Regions from separate parts of the Rattus norvegicus genome. Here region 1 is linked to region 2. A link is a contact called in public Hi-C data. All regions are on one chromosome and are shown on one strand. The core of a region is the stretch at or near the end of the contact, and the rest is flanking DNA. Distances in the headings are between cores, read along the strand shown.

Region 1 (6,246 bases), core at 2,571-5,070, 76 kb after region 2:
TTGTAGAGGATAGAGGAGGTGAGTTCCTAACTTCTATTTATCTGTATTTACAACTGTTTAGAACTCTGTCACCTTGGAAATGTTTTAAAAAAGAAAGTGTTATATTTCCCTAAAAACAGGCAACATGAACTAATTCTTAACATCAGATACATAGGAAAAGCCCAGGGCTTAAAACTCCTTTTGTTTATTTTTTTGATGGGCACCTGGAATAAAAAGTTCCAGATTTAACACTGAAAAGGGAACAAAATATTCCATTATGCAAATGGTATTATAGAACAGAGAGCCCCGGAGCAAAGGAAGATAAATGCATCTATAATTGCATTTTAATCTTCTCCATTGGAAACGGTCTCTTGACTCCTTCAGCCTAGACCAATCATTGAGTCAAGAGAAAGTAATGTCAACCAAGTGACTCCACTCTAAAGGATCTTACCATTTTGGCTCCAAATCATCAAGCCATTCTTAATCCTGTCATTAGAGATAGATGTTCTAGTATGATAGACTGAATTATGAGCTTTGATGTATGCTTTAGTTAGTATTTTTGTTATAAAAAAATACCCAAAATTTAGATCTGGGAAATAGCAGGGGTGAACTCCTCAAAATTACACCTTCCAATGGTTTGCTTTAAACGTTGACCAATCAGATTTGGTTGTTTCCATATGTAGAAGGTAGTAGCTCTCCCCTGGGGAGTTCGCTGGAAGACATCTGCTGAGAGCAGTCATGAATTTTCCAGTCTGACCAGTTGGAATCAGGGCTCCAAGTGCTTCTATCCATTCAAAGAATGCACCTCATGCCACACAGACACGGAAGTCCCTAATGACACAGTAATGAAATGAGATGTTTGTCTTGCAGGCTGTTATTATAAAGCCTGGTAAAAATATGGAAATACACTGAGAAATAGAATTTTAATTATATTTTTTCTCAGTTGTAGCTATCCGAACAGAGAAAGAAGGACAGAATCTCGGGTTTGATTTTGTGTCATTCGTTCTGAACCAAGTTGAGTTTTCTTTCCCGAGGACTTGGTTTCAAAGCTTACAGTCACACCAGTGTCCGAGGCAGAAGCAAGTGCATTTCATCCTTTGCAAAGCAGGGAGCTCTATGCACCTCTGCTGCGAGGTTAACCAGAAGCCTCAGCTATTTCAGGGCCGTGACTGGGTCTCTGGTGGAAATCTATTCTGCAGATGCAGCCAGTGGTGCCAGTGGTGGCCTGCATGCCTTTAACCCCAGCACTCAGGAGGCAGAGGCAGGGGGATCTCTGAGTTAAGACTAGATGGAGTTCCAAGACAACCAGGGGTCAACAGAGAAACACTATCTCAGATGAATAAATAGATAATAATAAAAATAAAATAAAAATGTGTTCAAAAAGAAATGAAAACTTATACAATGCGCTGCTTCATTTTGAATGGGGGTTATGAGCAACCCACAGGCCTCCATCCCCCAATTCAGATCTAATTTTCCAAGCCTCATTATTCCTCTGAGACAAAATTCATGTGACCAAGCCAAGGAGATTCTTTAGGACGGGTGTGACGTTAGAAATAGGACATAAAATATTACGTCAGGTTTGTCCACATAAGAGAAGAGCGTCATCTCAGCATGTTCAGCTGACCTTTGTAAAACTGGGTTCCCAGGGAAAAAGGATTTTAAGGGTTTGCAGCCCCATGGCCTCTAACATCCCCACCCCCACCCTTTGTGCCAAAATCGCATCCGACAGTATTCTCCTTCAATCTGAGGAAGAGTGTACCAGGAAGATATTCTATAGATAGGATAAGTTATCTTACCTTGAGGCATAACAGACAATATTTAAGAACCAGGGAGGAGGGGGAAAGAAGCACAAACTTAGATGTCTACTTCATCCTTGGCAGCTCATAAGTAAAGGAGTCCCCTCCCAAGACAATGAATCCTGTGGTGCAGGAGAGACGGCCCAGGCTCAGCAGTTAAGAGCACTGTCTGGTCATCCAGATAACTCAGGTTCCCAGCACCCACATAGTGGTTCACAACCATCTACAAGTCTAGTTTCAGGGACTCTGACACCCTCTCATGACTTCCTCAGGCACTAAGCATGCGTGCATGTACATAGTCACACATGCGGGTAAAACATCTATACACATAAATTAATAAAATATTAAAAAAAATATTTTGTGGGCCCTGCTAGTTCATTTTGTAGTACCAAAGTATCATATCACTTCACAATAGATGTGGAATCTGGGTCAGACACATACAGACTCAGAACTTTAAGACCAGCTTCATATAAAGAGCCTCACTATTTCCACATTCGCCAGGGGCCCCTCTCCAGGGTTGTTGTAAGGACCTCGTGTGAAAATGTGTGTGGGGCTGTTCCACAAACTGCATTAAACACTGGAGGTTGTAATGGTGGGCCGCCTTTTTTGTATTATAAGTTTTCTCTCTAAGGGAGATCTAAGGAGAAAGTGTCTTTCTTATGACCTCTACCATTTCTGAGATCCAGAACATTCGTCTCCCACTTGGGAAATGTGAACCAGTGTGAGTCAAAAATGACACAAGCCTTACCCTGCAATATTAACTGACTTCCTGCCTGGGCGGAGCCTGGGAGATTTGATTACCTCATTGCCACCATAGCATTGCTTCCCCCCCGCCCCCTGCCCCCGGTTAACTGTGGCTATTTGGCTATATAACTCCTGCAACAGCAAATGCTCTAATGAGCCAGGCATGTGGCCATGGGGTTCCGAAAGTAACAAACACCTTCGGAATGACTCAAGCAAGCTGGCACACCAATTGTGACTTGCACACCATCTCTTATGCGCTAAGCTCCATTTAACAAATAACAGGCAGAGGACGGAGTGAGTTAGGTCTGTCCTCGGGCTCACTGCTGCACTAGCTATGAACTGGACAAGTTGACACACAGGGCACACACCACCCTGGGTAGATCCTGCATTTCTAGCTCCATTGCGTGGGGTATGGCAGTTAGAAAGGTCTGCTGACAGAAATGAGTAAGATAGACTCTGTCTGGATTCTGAGTCAGAACAAAGTCACTGGGTTCCAACTTTGACAGCCAGAGATTTTGAAGTCTATTAGGAAGGAGGTTCCTGTGGCCGATAAAACCCAGACCAACCACGGTTTTAAGATTACTTCCTACACAGGGGGAAAAAGGCATGGTGACCCTTGCACTGTAACACATCTGGTATAGAGAAGAGTTTCTGTGAAGGAGAAGCATTGGAGAGAGAGAGAGAGAGAGAGAGAGAGAGAGAGAGAGAGAGAGAGAGAGAGAGAGAATGAAAGGAGACAGTAAGGCAGAGATTCCTAGTGGCATAAGGTTTGGGCTGTTTATCACTGACAGATATCAGATATTTGATTACTAATCCCAGGGGCCACAGAACCTTTATTAATTGCTACAGAATATGTCCCGCGATTGTCCTTGGTACTGGACATTATCATTCACAAAGCTTATTTGTAAAGTTATCCCCAGTACACACCAAAGAATAATATTCAAAAATGCCTGCTCTAGGACAGATATCATTAATAAAACAAAAAGGTAAACTCCCAGATGGAGAAAAAAAGATACTGATAACATATCAAACAAGGGAATAGTCCCCAGATGCATAAAGGATATTTAAAATTAAATAATATATAAAAGAAAACCAGTAACCTACTTTAAGTATGGGCAAAAAGAACTGAACACACGCTTCACTAAAAGAAGCTGTGTGAGTGACCAAAAAACAGACGGAAAGATGCCCAGCCTCATGAGTCATCAGGGAATCACAAATCACAGAGCACAATGAAGTGCTAGACACCCACGGCCAGGAGCCGCTCACACACACGCCGGAGCAGCCGACGTTAGGAAAGCTGTCTGGCCACTCCTACTCGCACGCACTGTGTTGGGGCAGGGGAGATGGTGCAGCCATTTGGGAAAGAGCTAGGCAGTGCCTTTATAAAGTTAGTCAAATGTCTCTTGGTGACCCAATGGCTGCACTTCGTGTGCTTTATTCAGCAAAAGTAAAATATAGAATAAAAGACACGTAGGAAATTCAAACGTGAATATCTTTGTAGCCCCAAACTAGAAACAACCAAAATGCCCATCAAAGAATGAATGACTACAACACATGAGATATTTGTGCAGTGAGTTTAAGGCCAGCATTTGAAATGAGTGAACTCTTCATATATACAATGTAGATGGATTTCAAAAACATTATGCTGATCAAGAACTAGACAAAAAATAGACTAAAAGACTGAATATTTATGATGGCCAAAAAAAGACATGGTGGTTAGGAGTACATGCTGTTCCTGCACTCATATCAGGTGGCTTAGACACTGGTCTATGCAGGCACTTGCACCTCTGTGCACGCACACACACACACATACACACACACACGCACACACACACACACACACACACGCACAACGGGGGCAGGGAGGGGAGACAGACAGGCATAGAGAAGGACAGACAAAGACAGACAGAGACATATAGACAGACAGACAGAGACAGACAGACACACACACACAGAGACAGAGACAGAGAGACAGAGGCAGACCAAGAGTGTCAGAGACAGTCATAGAGACAAAGAGTTTAAAATAAAAAAATCTTTTTTGAGGCTGGGGATTTAGCTCAGTGGTAGAGCGATTACCTAGGAAGCACAAGGCCCTGGGTTCGGTCCCCAGCTCCGAAAAAAAGAACCAAAAAAAAAAATCATTTTTGAAAAAAGCGTACGAGTAACGGAAAAAAATCTACAGATGCAGGCAGCTAGAAGGTGCCAGGGAGGTGACAAGACAAGAGTCTAAAAGAACTCTTGGGCATGGTGAGGCCGCCTGTGCATTAACTGTGCACATTGGCTACACAGATGTGTGCATTCAGCTGAGCTAAACCCCGACACAGCTACGTTTTATAATATATTTTCAGATTGGTTTTTATAAGCACATCAGCGTACCAGAGTAGAACTAAGTGTCAAGGTGTTTCTCTTACATACTTCTATTGACTTTAGAATGTTTTTATTATAACAGAACGTAAAACACTAAAGTAACAGGGAGGCACTGCTGCCTGCCCACCCTCCTAGCTTAGTTATAGCTCAGGGCACATGAAACACGTGGCACCCTCAGATCCCCAGGAGAACAGGAGCATCCCCATCTTCTCATAGAGAAACTGCTCCAAGAAGAGGGTCTTCATCACTCCCTTACATTCATCAAGAGCAGTGTTTTGTTGTTAGAAATGCAAAGGCTGAGAGCATTCAGTGCAAAACGTCTAGCCAGGCAGTAAGTCTTGACTCCAAGCAAAGGAAGGAACAGACTTTTATTATTTTAATTACATGTCTGTGGGGAATAGAGGAAGACGTGCATGTGACTAAGGTGCCCTAAGGAGGTCAGAGTTTTGAGACCTGCCCCAGAGATGGAGTTGTAGGTTGTCAGTTGCCCAGCCCAAGTGCCGAGACCACACTCAGGTCTTCTACTTGAGTTTGAGAAACACCTGTTTCTAAGCACTAAGTTCTCTCTCCAGCCCAAAGCTGAGAAGGCAAAATTTCCATCAAAAGACGCTGTGATCTGATGACTTAACCTCAAAAAGTGTCAAGTTCCGTGACTCACTCTGGGCAGTTCAGAGTCAGTCTTGGTCTCGCTCCTTTTCTCTCCTGTGAAGTATGTGCTAAGTCCAAGCCTCATTGGTATTCTAGAAGATGCCACTAGGCCAGAACAGAGACAACAACCTATGCCCCCCTTTCGCCTTCCACTCCCGTCTTCATGTCTGGTGTAGAAGTTGACTATGTATTGTGGTGGGTCAGCTCTTTCTTATTTCAGCCCTAAACAATTTTGTTTCTCAAACTTCTCTAACTTACAAAGATAAATTTGTGAAAAAGCAAAAGCGATATTTATGTCTCATAAATTCTTAGCTTTGCAAAAACTCGTATTTGTGGCTGCATCTGGCATAAGCCCACATACTTACGTCGTGTTTTCTCTGAGCGGCACTGAGAACGCACTTAAAATGCAGTGGAAAGTGTGGGGTAGAGAGTGAGCACTATTAAATGCAGTAATCACCCTAAATGTACCAGGAATAAAGGTCATCCACATGACTCACCCACGGAAACAAAGACGGAATTCTTAATTTAGTAGTCCCTTGGGGGTGTTATTTAGCAGGATTTTAAAGGTGGTTTAAACACACCTCTTAGTGATTCATAAAAGAGCGCACGTTAAATCATAAAATGGATTCTTATGTAAAACGATTCCTTTTTAAATATCAGAAAATCCACCGGGTTTCGGGCCTCACGTGTTTTGGGGTTTGAATGGCAGAAG
Region 2 (6,086 bases), core at 3,007-5,506:
CCCTGAGATAGTCTTACTTCAGATGTCCTGACCCTGTGCTGTCATGGGCATTCAGATATTAGCACAAACCAGCAAACAGTGCACACGACTTAGCATGTGTTGATGAACAAGAGGTGAGGCAGTGGCTCGAACCTTGGCCACATCTTTAAAATCACTTGGGAATCCAGATAGTGTGTGACCAACTGTATTCCAGAACTGCTATGAACAAAGGACTCTTGGGACTTCCTCTCCCAGTTCACATCTGTTTATCTCAGTGTGGTTCTTATATGTCAGATGTATAGGACTGGTTACAGCTTCTTAGTTTGTAAACTCTCTGACTGATAGGACTATATTGAAGATGGCCCCCTTAACTAGTGAATTTTCTTATTACTGTGACACAAGGCAGATGTTTACTGGCTTATACTTCCAGAGAAGGTGACAAAGTCTATTCTAGAGGTGTCCAGGCTTAGGGACTGAAGTGGCTTGGCCAGTGGCAGTGGAGGTTTACGGTGACAGCTTCTCAGGAAACAAAGAGGGCTAGACAGGGACTTGGGGTGAACTATGGCCCTAAAAACTACCACTAGTAGTCAAAGTATGCCAGTTGAGGCCTCGAGCTGGAAACCTAGGTTCTGCAGCCTAAATCTTTATAAAGACTGTACAAACACCATCACCAACTGAGGACTAAGTGTTCAAACACCAGAGCCTGTGGGGATGTTCCACATCCCAACCACAATGCTACCAGATTGCTCTCCTCTATACGAACACTTGGTATAAAAAGCAAGACACTGGACCTCTAGTCTCCATCCGTTGGTGCAATACAGCAGTTCTCAACCAGTGAGCCCGGACCCTTTAGGGGTATTCACATTACAATTCATAACAGTATGTAATGAAGTTATGAATTGTACTTCATACAGTTATGAAGTAGCAATGAAAATACTTTTATGGGATCATCACATAAGGAACTGCTTTTGGAAGGTTGAGAACCACTGCTGTAATAAGACAAAGCAAGTGGGGGTTGTGGGATAGTGGTGGGGTATAAATATTAGTGGCCAGAGGATACACTGTGGTAGAAGAATGATAGCCACAAATTCTTTAAGAACTCTGTCACTTAGAGACGGGATTTACTTCTCTTCCTTGTAGATCTGGAACGCCTGTTGGTATTAGCCAATGGAGACCGGCCAGAGGCAACCATGGATAGCCAAGGACTTCCTTAAAAGGAAGGGCAGTTTACACCAGTTTCTAGGGCTCTGAACTCCACCAATAAGAAGTCTGGTACAGGAAGACAAGGAGATACACTCTGATCAACTCGGGCAGAAGAGCATAGTGAGAACCTGAACATGGGCTCTTATTACCCTGACAAGGCACAGAACAGGGATCCTCCTAACCAATCCAGCCGCCACCTGTAGGGCTCTGGTGCCGGGATGCTCTCCCACAGAGCCCGGGTGCTCTCCCACAGAGATCTCTCGCCCTGCAAGATGGCAAGATGCGTGGGTTCAGGCGAGGGGGAGAGAACTACGAGGGGGAAGACTTTCACAGCCCACAGCTGCGAGTCCTGCTGCTTGGGTTGCTCAGGCCGGGTTGAGCCAGCAGGATACTGACTAACCAGTAAGGGGTGCAGGGGAGCTTCTGGCAAAGATGATTTCTGATGGGAGAGCTGATCTCTTCCCCAGGCGATGTTACAGCTCTTATGACAGAAGCTCTCAGACGATGGAATAATTCCTTCACACCTTTAATTCTGAACACGACAATTAAATACAGTTTTTGGATGGGTTAGACATCTACATATTCAGGGCAGTGGTCCTGTCTCTATGACTGGTCATGTCCTCACCTGTGGAGGAGGGGCTTGGGGCCTTGTCCTCTGTGACTGATCTGTCTTGGTCCTATGTAACCTGTGGTCACATCCTCACCTGTGGAGAAGGGATTTGGGGCCTTGTCCTCTGTGACTGATCTGTCTTGGGCCTATGTAACCTGTGGTCACATCCTCACCTGTGGAGAAGGGATTTGGGGCCTTGTCCTCTGTGACTGATCTGTCTTGGGCCTATGTAACCTGTGGTCATGTCCTCACCTGTGGAGAAGGGATTTGGGGCCTTGTCCTCTGTGACTGATCTGTCTTGGGCCTATGTAACCTGTGGTCACGTCCTCACCTGTGGAGAAGGGGCTTGGGACATTGCTCTATGTGACTTAGTCTGTCTCAAAACCTCTCTACAGGGGTTTGTGGCGGGCACAGCTATGTGACACCCTGATATTCTGGGAGAGTGGGAGTACACCTGCCATCCCTTTTAGAGTCTCCCGGGGATTCAACCTGTCTTGACCAGAAGGGTGTCTTTCACCCCCTGCTGTCCCACAGCCAACAATACCACACCACTGTGTGATCACAACTGACACTACACAGAGAAAAATCACCTTGCTCAAATTCCTGTCCCTCAAAATCATGAGGTCCACAAACAGCAGTGTTAGCTGGTAGGTGCTGTGGTCCCGAGTAAACATTTTCATGTGGTGAAAACATCTCAGGTGTGCAGAGGACACCACTCGGCCTCCCATTTCCCATTCTGTAGTGTTACGGGTTTTGTTTGTCCGCTTGCCTTGCTTTTCAAGATTTCTCTGTAGCAGCCTGAACTGTCCTGGAACTCGCTCTGTAGGCCATGTGCAAAGAGATCCACCTGCCTCTGCCCCCCATGCACTGGTCTCAAAGGCATACGATGCACCACCTCCACACGGCTGTTTTGTGGATTTTCAATGAGATCCAGCTTTGGGTGGCTTTGCCTTTAGGCCTGGATCTGACCGCAATGCCTTTATGACCTTGAGCAAGCACGACCTCTTTCTAGTCTTATTTTTGACACTTTCAAAATGGGACTATTATATTAAACCTTCGAGTTTCTTTGCACCCGTGGAACTTTGTGATGGTGAGCATGTATGATTAATAGTAAGTACTAATGGGGAAGGATATTTTCAAAGGAAACGCAGAACACACCAATCTCCTCTTGATTATCACTGCCTTGGGCCAGACTCTGACTCAACACTCAGGAGTCTATAGCTTTGCGTAACATTCTCAGGCACCCTACTTCCTGGGTGGATACACACACTGTGAATGCACATAGCTCAAGAGTAAGGGGAGGGAGGGAGGGAGGGATGGAGGGAGGGAGGGAAGAAAGAGGGAAAGAAAGAGAGGGGAAGGGGGAGGGGGAGAGGCCCCATCCATTTACTTTCTAAAAGTCTTGCTTGCATGAGGACAGGGCAAAGGCTGTTCAGGGTCATGGGCTCTTCTGGAGGACTGAGTAATGAAATTCATCATGTGTAAGTTTGGATTTGCAGCTCAGTAACAAATCCATCTGTGAGATGTTCAGAATTTACCCGCTTGGCCTTCGTGACATGCCAAAGGCAGAAAGAAAGCGTTCTTTGTGTGGAAGGCTGAGATCTGCACTGTCCCAGGACTGTAAATATAGCTGCTCACTTCCTGAAGCTCCAGTTAGTCCCTGGTGACCTTTCCCAAAGTATTCTTTTTCTGGTTTCCATTAATAGCTCGGGCCCTAAGTCACTGCTGTTGACAGTGTACATGGCGGTGCCTTGAAAGCTGGACCACTGCAGCTTGGTATGACTTGGAATTGTTTGTTCAAGCCTTTTGCTTTAAAATCAAGACATACCCTTGTGCAGAAGTTCACAGGGTCCTAGCAGTTCAAAGTCAAAGGCAGGCTCCTAACGTGCCCCGGGACATCATCAAAAGGACAGTCCTCAGTTCTCTCCCCCCATAAATCAAACCCAAAGAATTACCCAGGAAGAGCATTTCTCCAATCTTCCCCTTAAATACAAGAAGCAGCAACACAAAATGTGCCCTTCATAGTGTTTCCTACCCTTGGGTGGCAGCTGCTAGAACGCAGCCCTGCCTTCTGTGTTCAAGGAACCTTTTATTCCCAGCTGCTCGAGCCAAGCCACAAGGCTTGAAGGAATGCTCGGGATTTTGTGACTGAGGGCACAAAGAATCCATGGTGTGGCTCTGAAGTAGGGGCTGCTCTAGAGCAAAGAGCTGAGAGAACCATGTATTGGGCTTGTATTCCTATGTGCACACCCGTGTGTGTGTGTGTGTGTGTGTGTGTGTGTGTGTGTGTGTGTTCAGGAGGGTATGTATATACATGCTGGCTCTGGTCTCTTTTAAAAGTATTCTTTGAAATGGCTTTTTTTTTTTTGACAATCGATGTTATTGTTTTCAACATCTAATCCAGAAGTGTGTCAGAATGCCTCACTGGGCACTGAGCCATCATACCTGTGGTTAGCCAAGTTCAGTGAGAAAATTTTAGAATTAGAGAAGGGCCCTGAGCTTTTCTTATTAATGGTTAAGCCATTGTCCCTGATAAGAGATTTTTTAAAGTTTGCAAATAGGAAACAGGACACTCTGTCTGGGACTCTTTCCAAAGAGGACTCCTTATTTCCCTCAGTGTTGAGCAACTTGGGTGCCAGAGGCACTAACAGAAGTTGTTTTTCTGCAAAATATTCTTCAATTTATCCTTTCTACAAAAGGAAAAGTTTCCTATAATATCACCTGGCATAGAATGGGGTAGGTTTAAAAGACTTTTGTTTCCCCTGAAGTCAGAGACACCACCACATACCTGGAAGTTCTTTTGATGTGGTCTTTTATTGTGCTTACATACATGGTGCCTCTTTCAAACCTACATTTCCAGGAAAAGTGAATGTGAGTTTATGGCTCATGATCCATAGCCAAAACATCATGGGTTTAGGTGAAATACAGCTGGTGATGTATAGGATGGACACAGACACAGACACAGACACAGACACAGACACAGACAGACACAGACACAGACACAGACACAGACACAGGTACAGACACAGACACAGACACAGACACAGACACAGACAGACACAGACACAGACACAGACACAGACACAGACAGACACAGACACAGACACAGACACAGACAGACACAGACACAGACACAGACACAGACACAGACACAGACACAGGTACAGACACAGACACAGACACAGACACAGACACAGACACAGACACAGACACAGGTACAGACACAGACACAGACACAGGTACAGACACAGACACAGACACAGGTACAGACACAGACACAGGTACAGACACAGACACAGACAAAGACACAGACACAGACACAGACACAGACACACACACAGACACAGACACAGACACAGGTACAGACACAGACACAGACACAGACACAGGTACAGACACAGACACAGACAGACACAGACACAGACACAGACACAGACACAGACACAGACACAGACACAGACACAGACACAGACACAGACACAGGTACAGACACAGACACAGACACAGACACAGGTACAGACACAGACACAGACACAGACACAGGTACAGACACAGACACAGACACAGGTACAGACACAGACACAGACACAGACACAGACACAGGTACAGACACAGACACAGACACAGGTACAGACACAGACACAGACACAGACACAGACACAGACACAGACACAGACAGACACAGACACAGACACAGACACAGACAGACACAGACACAGACACAGACACAGACACAGGTACAGACACAGACACAGACACAGACACAGACACAGACACAGGTACAGACACAGACACAGACACAGACACAGACAGACACAGACACAGACACAGACACAGACACAGACACAGGTACAGACACAGACACAGGTACAGACACAGACACAGACACAGACACAGGTACAGACACAGACACAGACACAGACACAGACACAGACACAGACACAGACACAGGTACAGACACAGACACAGACACAGACACAGACACAGACACAGACAGACACAGACACAGGTACAGACACAGACACAGACACAGACACAGACACAGACACAGACACAGACACAGACACAGGTACAGACACAGACACAGACACAGACACAGACACAGGTACAGACACAGACACAGACACAGACACAGACAGACACAGACACAGACACAGACACAGACAGACACAGACACAGACACAGACACAGACACAGGTACAGACACAGACACAGACACAGGTACAGACACAGACACAGACACAGGTACAGACACAGGTACAGACACAGACACAGACACAGACACAGACACAGA

Evidence for each region. Hi-C and Micro-C count contacts between places; a contact is called where the count stands out from the background.
Region 1: a contact with region 2 is called in a Hi-C map of the A7r5 cell line, with 2.1 times the contacts expected there. The contact joins two enhancer-like sites. A contact is called at or near these places in 3 of 12 Hi-C or Micro-C datasets (the A7r5 cell line, the Rat2 cell line and mammary epithelial cells).

The regions. Positions count from the first base shown.
Region 1 is chr6:94,944,446-94,950,691 of GRCr8, forward strand. No RefSeq gene overlaps it. Among named protein-coding and RNA genes, the nearest start is that of Frmd6, 130 kb to the right of the region's middle. Within about 2 kb of position 3,821, at least 20 of the 93 cell types and tissues checked have an H3K27ac peak or open chromatin away from gene starts, as enhancers often do. A contact at or near this core is called in the A7r5 cell line, where this site is marked.
Region 2 is chr6:94,867,540-94,873,625 of GRCr8, forward strand. No RefSeq gene overlaps it. Among named protein-coding and RNA genes, the nearest start is that of Tmx1, 170 kb to the left of the region's middle. Within about 2 kb of position 4,257, at least 48 of the 93 cell types and tissues checked have an H3K27ac peak or open chromatin away from gene starts, as enhancers often do. A contact at or near this core is called in the A7r5 cell line, where this site is marked.